2 separate regions of the Arabidopsis thaliana genome follow, and region 2 is linked to region 1. A link is a contact called in public capture Hi-C data. All regions are on one chromosome and are shown on one strand. Each heading gives the region's core, a stretch centred on a gene start, on an enhancer-like site or on the middle of the called end of the contact. The rest is flanking DNA. Distances are from core to core; before and after follow the strand shown.

Region 1 (3,835 bases), core at 438-2,937:
GGTAGTTTGTGGGAGTGAGTTTGAGAGTAACAACTTGAGAGATGTTAAGAGAGGAAACAAAAATAGATTCTTCCATGGCTTAGGAACAAAGTCCTAAGCTCTGATACCATGAAAGTAGAAGCAAAAGCTTCAGAGAGAAAATAATTGTGTATTTCTTCCTTAGTGAATTCGATTACAAGCAGAGAACTATATAAAGAGGAGGATTACATAATAGCTAATGACAGGTGTCCTAGTTGCATGAAATGCTGCTGCTTCCAAGAACATCAAAATGATTGTGCACGTTTATGTTTGTCGACGGCGGTGTCTCGCGTGATGTTCCTCTGCTTTGATTGTTGCAGAGTTTCGATGAGTAAAGGATGGGCTTCGTGGGCTTCTCTTTTTCTTTTGGGCCTGAATCTCCTTTAACTGAAACTGAAACAGAAACAATGTTGTTGCGATGGATTGAAGTCTCTGTAGGAGAAGGAGTCTCTTGTTGTTTGATAGAAAGGAGAGCTCTTTCTCATGTTTACATGTAGCAGCGAGATACCGTTGCTGTATAAACTTGTCTCCTCGGATTGGGAGGAGATGAGTGGTGCTACTCTTGACGGCCTGACAATCTTTGCAAGTAAGTACTCCTCAGAGACGAGATTGAATGTTTGTGGCATGTGGAACAGTGTGTACTTCCCAAAGTTTTATGGTTTACGTTGCAAGAGATCATGTGTATCCTACTCGTTTGATAAAGGCAGGTACTATCCGCGTAAGCCGCTTCCAAAACCATCAAGATTTGAAAAGCAGAAAGACCTTTGCCCTCTTATGAGTCTTTGGATTGAACCACCGTCTTAAGACATCTTAGATTCGATGAAATGATAAGCAAATATGGATGATGGTAAAGGTAAGATGAGCTATCTTTCCGTTTTCCTTTTTATTTGATCATTGAATATGTGAAACTTATGTTGACTTTAAGATTTAGTACTGTTTACATTCATGTCCAAAAAAAAAAATGATTCAGTACTGTTATGAAAACTTACATTTCAGATTTATGTTTCAACTTTAAAAGTCTTTGTATGTGACTGATTCGAGGTTATGCAAAAAAAATATATATATAGTTTTATTGATTAATTTCCGTAGTCTTTTACATGTGATTGAATTTCCATATCATTCAAATAGTACCGAAAGAATCTCCAAGAAGCTTCACCGCTTTGTTTATCTCCTTCATATCCACGTTGGCTACTGCCGAGATCTCTTTCAATGTTTTTGGTATATTCACTTGGCGACATGCCCTTGATACAGAGGCCGCGCAAAGCCCTCTCAAACTCTTCCCTCCGCGTAAGTTCTTTTTATCCAGTTTCGAAAGAATCTTGCACGCCGTATTACTGATACCGAAAGTTAACCCTAGCGCTTCGGTCATCCTCTCGATTTCCGCATAGGCTATCTTGATTACATCTTCTTCCTGCTTGTTTTTGATCATTTCATTCTGTGTTCGGCGCAATTTTGAGGCAAGGGAGGAAGATTTTCCGCTAAGTTTGAAGATGATAGTGGGGAGATGGCCGGATTTGAGATTAGGGTTGGTCGAAGCACCGTCTAGGTCATCGATGATGTTATTCTCTATGACATGGCCACACTCAATGCAGATTGTATCTCCGTTCTTGTAGTTAACCACGGTTTCTGTTGGCCTCTTGCACTCCAAGCAAATTCCGTCTTCTTTCATTCTTAGGGTTTCTTTCTTCTTCGTATGGACTAATTGTTTTGCTTTTCTTTTTTTGTTGGTTTAATTGTTTTGCTAGTAGTATTTATAGATGTTGAAATAAAGGAATTTGTTTTTCTAAAAGGATTTACTTTTTATTATTTTGTTTCCTTTTTATTATTTCTTTTTTTCCAGTTTGTTATGCGATTCCCAATTTTTTTTTTTTTTTTAAGGAATGTTTTATATGTAACGGGAAGAAAACATGTTAAACAGATATTTATACAGTGAAAACTATATACTAAAGCTTATCTCCCTGATTTCCTTAAGCATCTCCGATGAAATACACATCAAGACTCCATTTTCATCTTAAGCCAATACAAAGGATTTGGGCATGCATACACATAAAACAGAGTATGAGAATGACGAGAGACTAGAAGGAGATTGTTTTTTACCGATTTCAATCCTCCAGCTACATCCAGGATTCTTTCTTGATGTGTTCAATGAAGCAAGGCAAGCCAGAGTGGCTGCAAGCATTGATGATGAAAATGAAGACAACACCATCGGGAACAAGACCTGATTTTTCGATATCAACAAAAGTTTTCAACAGCTTTCTCACCTTCGCTATACATTCCATATGCATAAATCATCCATGTCCATGTCACAACATCCTTTGTACTCATACGTTCAATGACTCTAAAGGAACTCTCCAAAGAACCACATGCAAGAGAAACAACTGCCAAAATATATTACTCTTCTTATATATACCAGAGAGAGTTGTGTATATAAGCTAATTAAGTTGAAGTTGATGCATGGGTGATGAAGACAAGATCAGCATCAGCAGGGAGATGGGTGAATGAGCTTGTGAGCTTTGATGTGTTTTGTCTCTTAGACATCGTCGATTGGAAACCTTTCTATTGCTTGTCCCACAGGAAACTCACCACCACTAATAGTGGGAACATCTTCGTATCTCATAATAATAATGGTGAATCCAAGATTTCTTTAATAACTTAAGTATTCATTTTTACCTTTTGGTTTATGGCATACCCTTTAATTATTTACAAGACCAACCGTTAGAGGATGCCACAATGGTATTTTCTGCCAATTTAAGTCGAAACAAATTTTATTAAGAACGACAAGAAACCTAAGACTTCATTATTTTCCCAAGGGCATAGAATAGATAGATAATAATCTAAAGCAGTTTTTTTATATGATACAAAAGATAAGCAGAACAAAAGGCTAAAATGATAAGCAAGCAGAACTCAAACTCTTGATTATTTTGTTTTCACCGGTGCCTGCTGCGTTTAGATGGTGGCATGTTCTTCATGCTGCTACTACCGCCTGCACCGCTACTTCCAGGACGCGATTTCCCAAACGCTTTCATCTTCCTTCTCTTCCTCTCTTCCTCACTATCAGACTCAACTCCATGCTCTCTGTCTGCATTAGTAGCTTCTCTCTCCAGCTCAGCCCAAGTCTTACCTTTCTCTTCCTCTGACTCTTGCTCTGAGTCCTCTTCTTCTTCTTCATCGTCTGACTCACTCTCTGATGTCTCGTCCTCTGACTCAGACTCAACCTCCACATCTGATGGTTCATACCCTTTGTCTGAGTCCTCAGAGCCGCCAGACTCTGAATCGCTTCCGTCCTGATTCAAAAACTCCCATCCTCCAGCATCTGTAAAGCTCTGCGGATCATCCGTGATCGTCTTCAGGATCTGTCTCCAGTTCAGATTCAGTTTGCTCTCGTAGTACTTTATATCTGTAGTGTCAAGCCATTCCTTTATCCCCTCTAACTAACTTGTTGGAACTGAGTCAACCCTAAGAACATCTTTCTTCAAGTCCTTGAAGATGATAGCCATGTCAAAGCTCTTTTGACCAAACCCAACTCTCTCAAGATTCACAATCTCAATCTCACTTAGACAGACCACCAAGAACGGGGATTCTGTCAGCTCAACTAAGCAGCTTGAGGTCGGTATTATGAAGGTAGATGTCTTGTGGGGGACACCATTGAAACCAAACTCTCTCAGAGGTTGATCAAACTCTAAGCTCAAACTTGCAAACTGGGGTAGTTGCCACATATCGTTGACCTGATTTGCAAAGTGATTGAAATCCATGTTGATCTTATTTTTCCTATCGCGCTCTCTCTGTTCTTCAACAATCTCATCTGCATCATAAGCTG
Region 2 (3,654 bases), core at 514-3,013, 69 kb before region 1:
TTAACAATACAAAAATCAGTACTTTACATACAATTCGAGACCAAAATCGCACAATTTCAATACACTGCATAGCAATCCAGCTAAAGGAACATTCATGGTATGGACAAAAAATTTACCTGCAATGGCGCTCTGCTGTCCTGGCTTATCCTCAAGCAATTTCATAGACTTCTGAAGTAGCTTCAATGCTTCCTCAGGTTCATCTACAGACTCATAAATAGCAGAAATCTCAGTTAATCCACCAGCAATCTCCTCCACAGTTGTCCCAGGCACCGGCTTATTGTATATCCTCAACGCATTCTCACAGTAAGACTTAGACTCACGAAGTTTCCCTGTTCTATGGTAAAGCTCAGCCAATCTAACAAACACTGACGCAACCGTCGGATGAGTCTCTCCTTTAGAAGCCTTAAACACAGTAAGAGCCTTCTGATATGAAAACACAGCTTCATCAAACCGGCACAGCGACATGTAAATATTCCCAATACTAACATCAATCGATGCAACCTCAGATTCTTGTCCACTCGCAATCATAGCCATACTAGCAAGAACAAGATGCTCAAGAGCGTTTTCATAATCTCCTTTAGCCTCGCAGATAATTGCCATCAATCTCCTATCAGCTGCTTCCTCCAGTGAAGCAGGTTCACTATGCGCTCGGTGAATCTCTAGAGTCTTCTTGCATAACTCTTCCGCTTTATTGAACTGCATTGCTTGAACATATGCTTCTGCTAAGTACCTGAAAATTATCAGAGACTTCAGAAACTTAGATCTAACCTATATAGTAACTTTTAGCAAACGTAATCTAAGAGTTTAATTAACCATTAAATGCTTAGTTAAGAGAACCTGCAAGTTTCACCAACTCGTGGATCAGTATCACCCAAAGTCTGGATCTGGATCTTAAGACCTTCTTCATAACAAGCAATAGATCTATCAATCTGACCAAGCATAGACAACGTATCACCAAGTTGCATATGACCAGAAAACGCAGCGAGAGAGTGGTCAGGGCCACGAGTCGGATCAGGGACTTGAATAGCTCGTTCAAGAGGTGGTACAGCTTCATCAAATCGGCCGAGACTACAGTAAATAGCAGCGAGAACATGAAGGCTCATAGCGAGATCAAGAACAGGTCCACCATCGCTACCACCGGGAATAGGCGGAGCAACGGCGGCGCAACATCTCTCAAAGGACTTAGTTGCTCGGATCGCGTAATCTAATGCTTTGTTAGGACCTTCACCAGAAGCAATAGCGTCACGAGCTAATTTTAGAAGGAAAGGACCGAGATCTGGATTATCTAGAGATGGATCGTCGACGTCGATTACGGCTGCGGTGGAGGAGGATACGGTTGGGGAATCTTTTTTGCCGGTGGATCTATTTGGTGATGGTTTGGATCGAGATGGTGTAGAGGAAGGGGTTTTCTTCATCGGAGTTCGCGGCGGGTTTGAGAGAGGTTGCGTGTCTGGTACGGCTACACGTAGCGGCGGTGTATCGGAAGGAGTTTTGACTGAGACGAGACCTGGCATTGCTGGCATGAATGTGTCTCTCTGTGGGAAGTGGGAGAGAGAGAGAGAGTTATGGCGGATTTGGTTTTGGATCGGACTTTTGAGATCCAAGTGGAGAAGGAGACGAGTCAGTCAGTGAAAGAGGTAAGGGTAGTTTCGTAATTAAGTTTTAGATTGGAGGAGATAACGGTCATGTTGTGTTGGAAAATATTGGTGATAGATTATTAAATAAAAAAACTTTTCTTACACACAAAAAAAACAAACTAAAATAGATTTTGTACTTAGTGACGACAAGTGATAGATAGATTTTACAAGATAGATAAGTTTGCATGACAAGATTTGTACTGTTCTGAATCAGAATTTCTGATGAATTGTTCTCAATCTAAAATTTTATGAACTCACAAATTTAGATAGTAAATTAAATTAGAGAAGAGAGTTAAAAAAAGTAATGCAATCTAAGTTTTCATTTTACAATAAATTGAATATAAATCTTTTTTATGATGTGTATATTGAAATGGAGATAGTTGAGCATTTATCCACTTTTTACCATATGGTTTATGGTTTCAGTATTTAGAATGTAGGTTTTTTTTTTTTCTTTTTTTCCAACAAACAGAATTTATTTATATGAGTAAATCTTTACAAAGAGAGTTTTTGAGCCAAAGTGGCTGATAACCAGAATTCGATTGAAACTTGTAACACGAATAAAGTGGAGAAGCTAAGAGGTGAGCAGTATTATTACAGAGTCTATTTGTGAAAGTGAAAACCACAGTAGAAAATCTTGATGCCCAAAAATCCACATCTCGGAGAAGACTGGTTATTTCACATCTAGAAATTGCACCATTAATTGCCTTGATAAGGATCTCACAATCACCTTCGAACTGAACACACTTATACCCTCGTACCCATGCTTGTTGCATTGCGATTAATAACGCTTTTGTCTCAGCTTCCAAAGCAGTGGTACCATTTTAGACTATTGATGATCCCCAAGCCTTCGCTAATCCTGCATGATCACGTATGATCCACCCTCCCGTACTCTGAGTATTATTACCCGTGAAACCCGCATCGAAGTTGCACTTTACTAAAGGAAAGACCGGTTTCTTCCACCGCACGTTTGCCCTGTGTGATGATCGTGTTAAAACGGAAGCGTCCTCTCTTCGGTTCACACTTTGTAACCATTCATTGACTTCTGCTTCAGTTTGTGTCACAACCCTTGAGCAACTTTCACTGAACTTATTAAACACAAGATTATTGCGTGCTTTCCATAATCTCCATATGAGCCAAAATGGGGCCAACCTTTGCTCTGTATTCAGAGTATTGTTTGAAAAAGAATTGATAAGGAAAGAAATATTCTCCTCTGTGTCTTGAGAGAAAGTATGACCCGGTAACCAAGGGAAGTTTGATAGACCCCAAATTGACGCAGCATAAGGACACGTAAATAAAACATGGTTTATCGTCTCTTCTTCAGTTGGGCATCTGGGGCAGTGTGGATCGATGTCCATTCCTCGAGTGAGAAGTCGCGAGCGTGTTGGTAATGCTTTTGAGATTGTACGCCAAAGCATGTACTTGATTTTTGGAATAATAGGGAGTTTCCAAAGCTTGTTCTTAATTTCCACTGAACCATGAGGCACCACTGGTCTAACCTAAATATTCGTTGGGTCATTAAAGAGAAACCAGTACCCGGACTTAACTGTATAATCCCCAGAAGAAGAGTAGTTCCAAACTAGCTTATCTTGATGCACAATCCTGGAAAGATGATGGTTCATAACAAAACGGTGGTCGTCGGGACTAACAAGCTGAGAAATGAGATGTGCGTTCCAATACCTATACGAACCCTGAGTTGAGATTAACGTATCCACCGTGATATCCAACGTAGGAGTGACGACGTTGAGAGGTCGTGGAGGGTGCGATGCAATAAAATTATCTTGACTGATTCAAACGGTTTTGCCATCTCCGACAATGAATCTGCTTCCTTTTTTAATTACATCTAAACCCGCAAGCATAGAAGTCCATCCGTAAGATTGATATCTCTGCCTTTTAGCGTCCAGAATAGAGTCTTCTCTAAAGTATCTTGCTTTCATTATTCGGGCAAATAAAGAATTTGGGTTGTTAATCATCCGCCATACTTGTTTTGCAAGTAAAGCGTCATTGAATTTAGCCAAAT

Evidence for each region. Capture Hi-C pulls out chosen DNA fragments and counts their contacts.
Region 2: a contact with region 1 is called in a capture Hi-C map of seedling, with 1.9 times the contacts expected there. The contact joins the promoter of KLCR1 here to the promoter of AT4G10680 in region 1. A contact is called at or near these places in 1 of 26 Hi-C or Micro-C datasets (root) and 1 of 3 other capture datasets (seedling).

The regions. Positions count from the first base shown.
Region 1 is chr4:6,585,373-6,589,207 of TAIR10.1, reverse strand. AT4G10680 (transcription factor IIB (TFIIB) family protein) reads right to left here and starts at 1,687. Exons shown (of 1, transcript NM_117136.1): 1 at 1,139-1,687. The coding sequence starts at 1,687. The coding sequence ends at 1,139. It overlaps GTC2, which reads right to left. Exons shown (of 1, transcript NM_117135.2): 1 at 2,946-3,835. The coding sequence ends at 3,450. It also overlaps the pseudogene AT4G10690.
Region 2 is chr4:6,654,483-6,658,136 of TAIR10.1, reverse strand. KLCR1 (Tetratricopeptide repeat (TPR)-like superfamily protein) reads right to left here and starts at 1,763. Exons shown (of 4, transcript NM_117152.5): 1 at 838-1,763; 2 at 117-730. The coding sequence starts at 1,523. It also overlaps the pseudogene AT4G10830.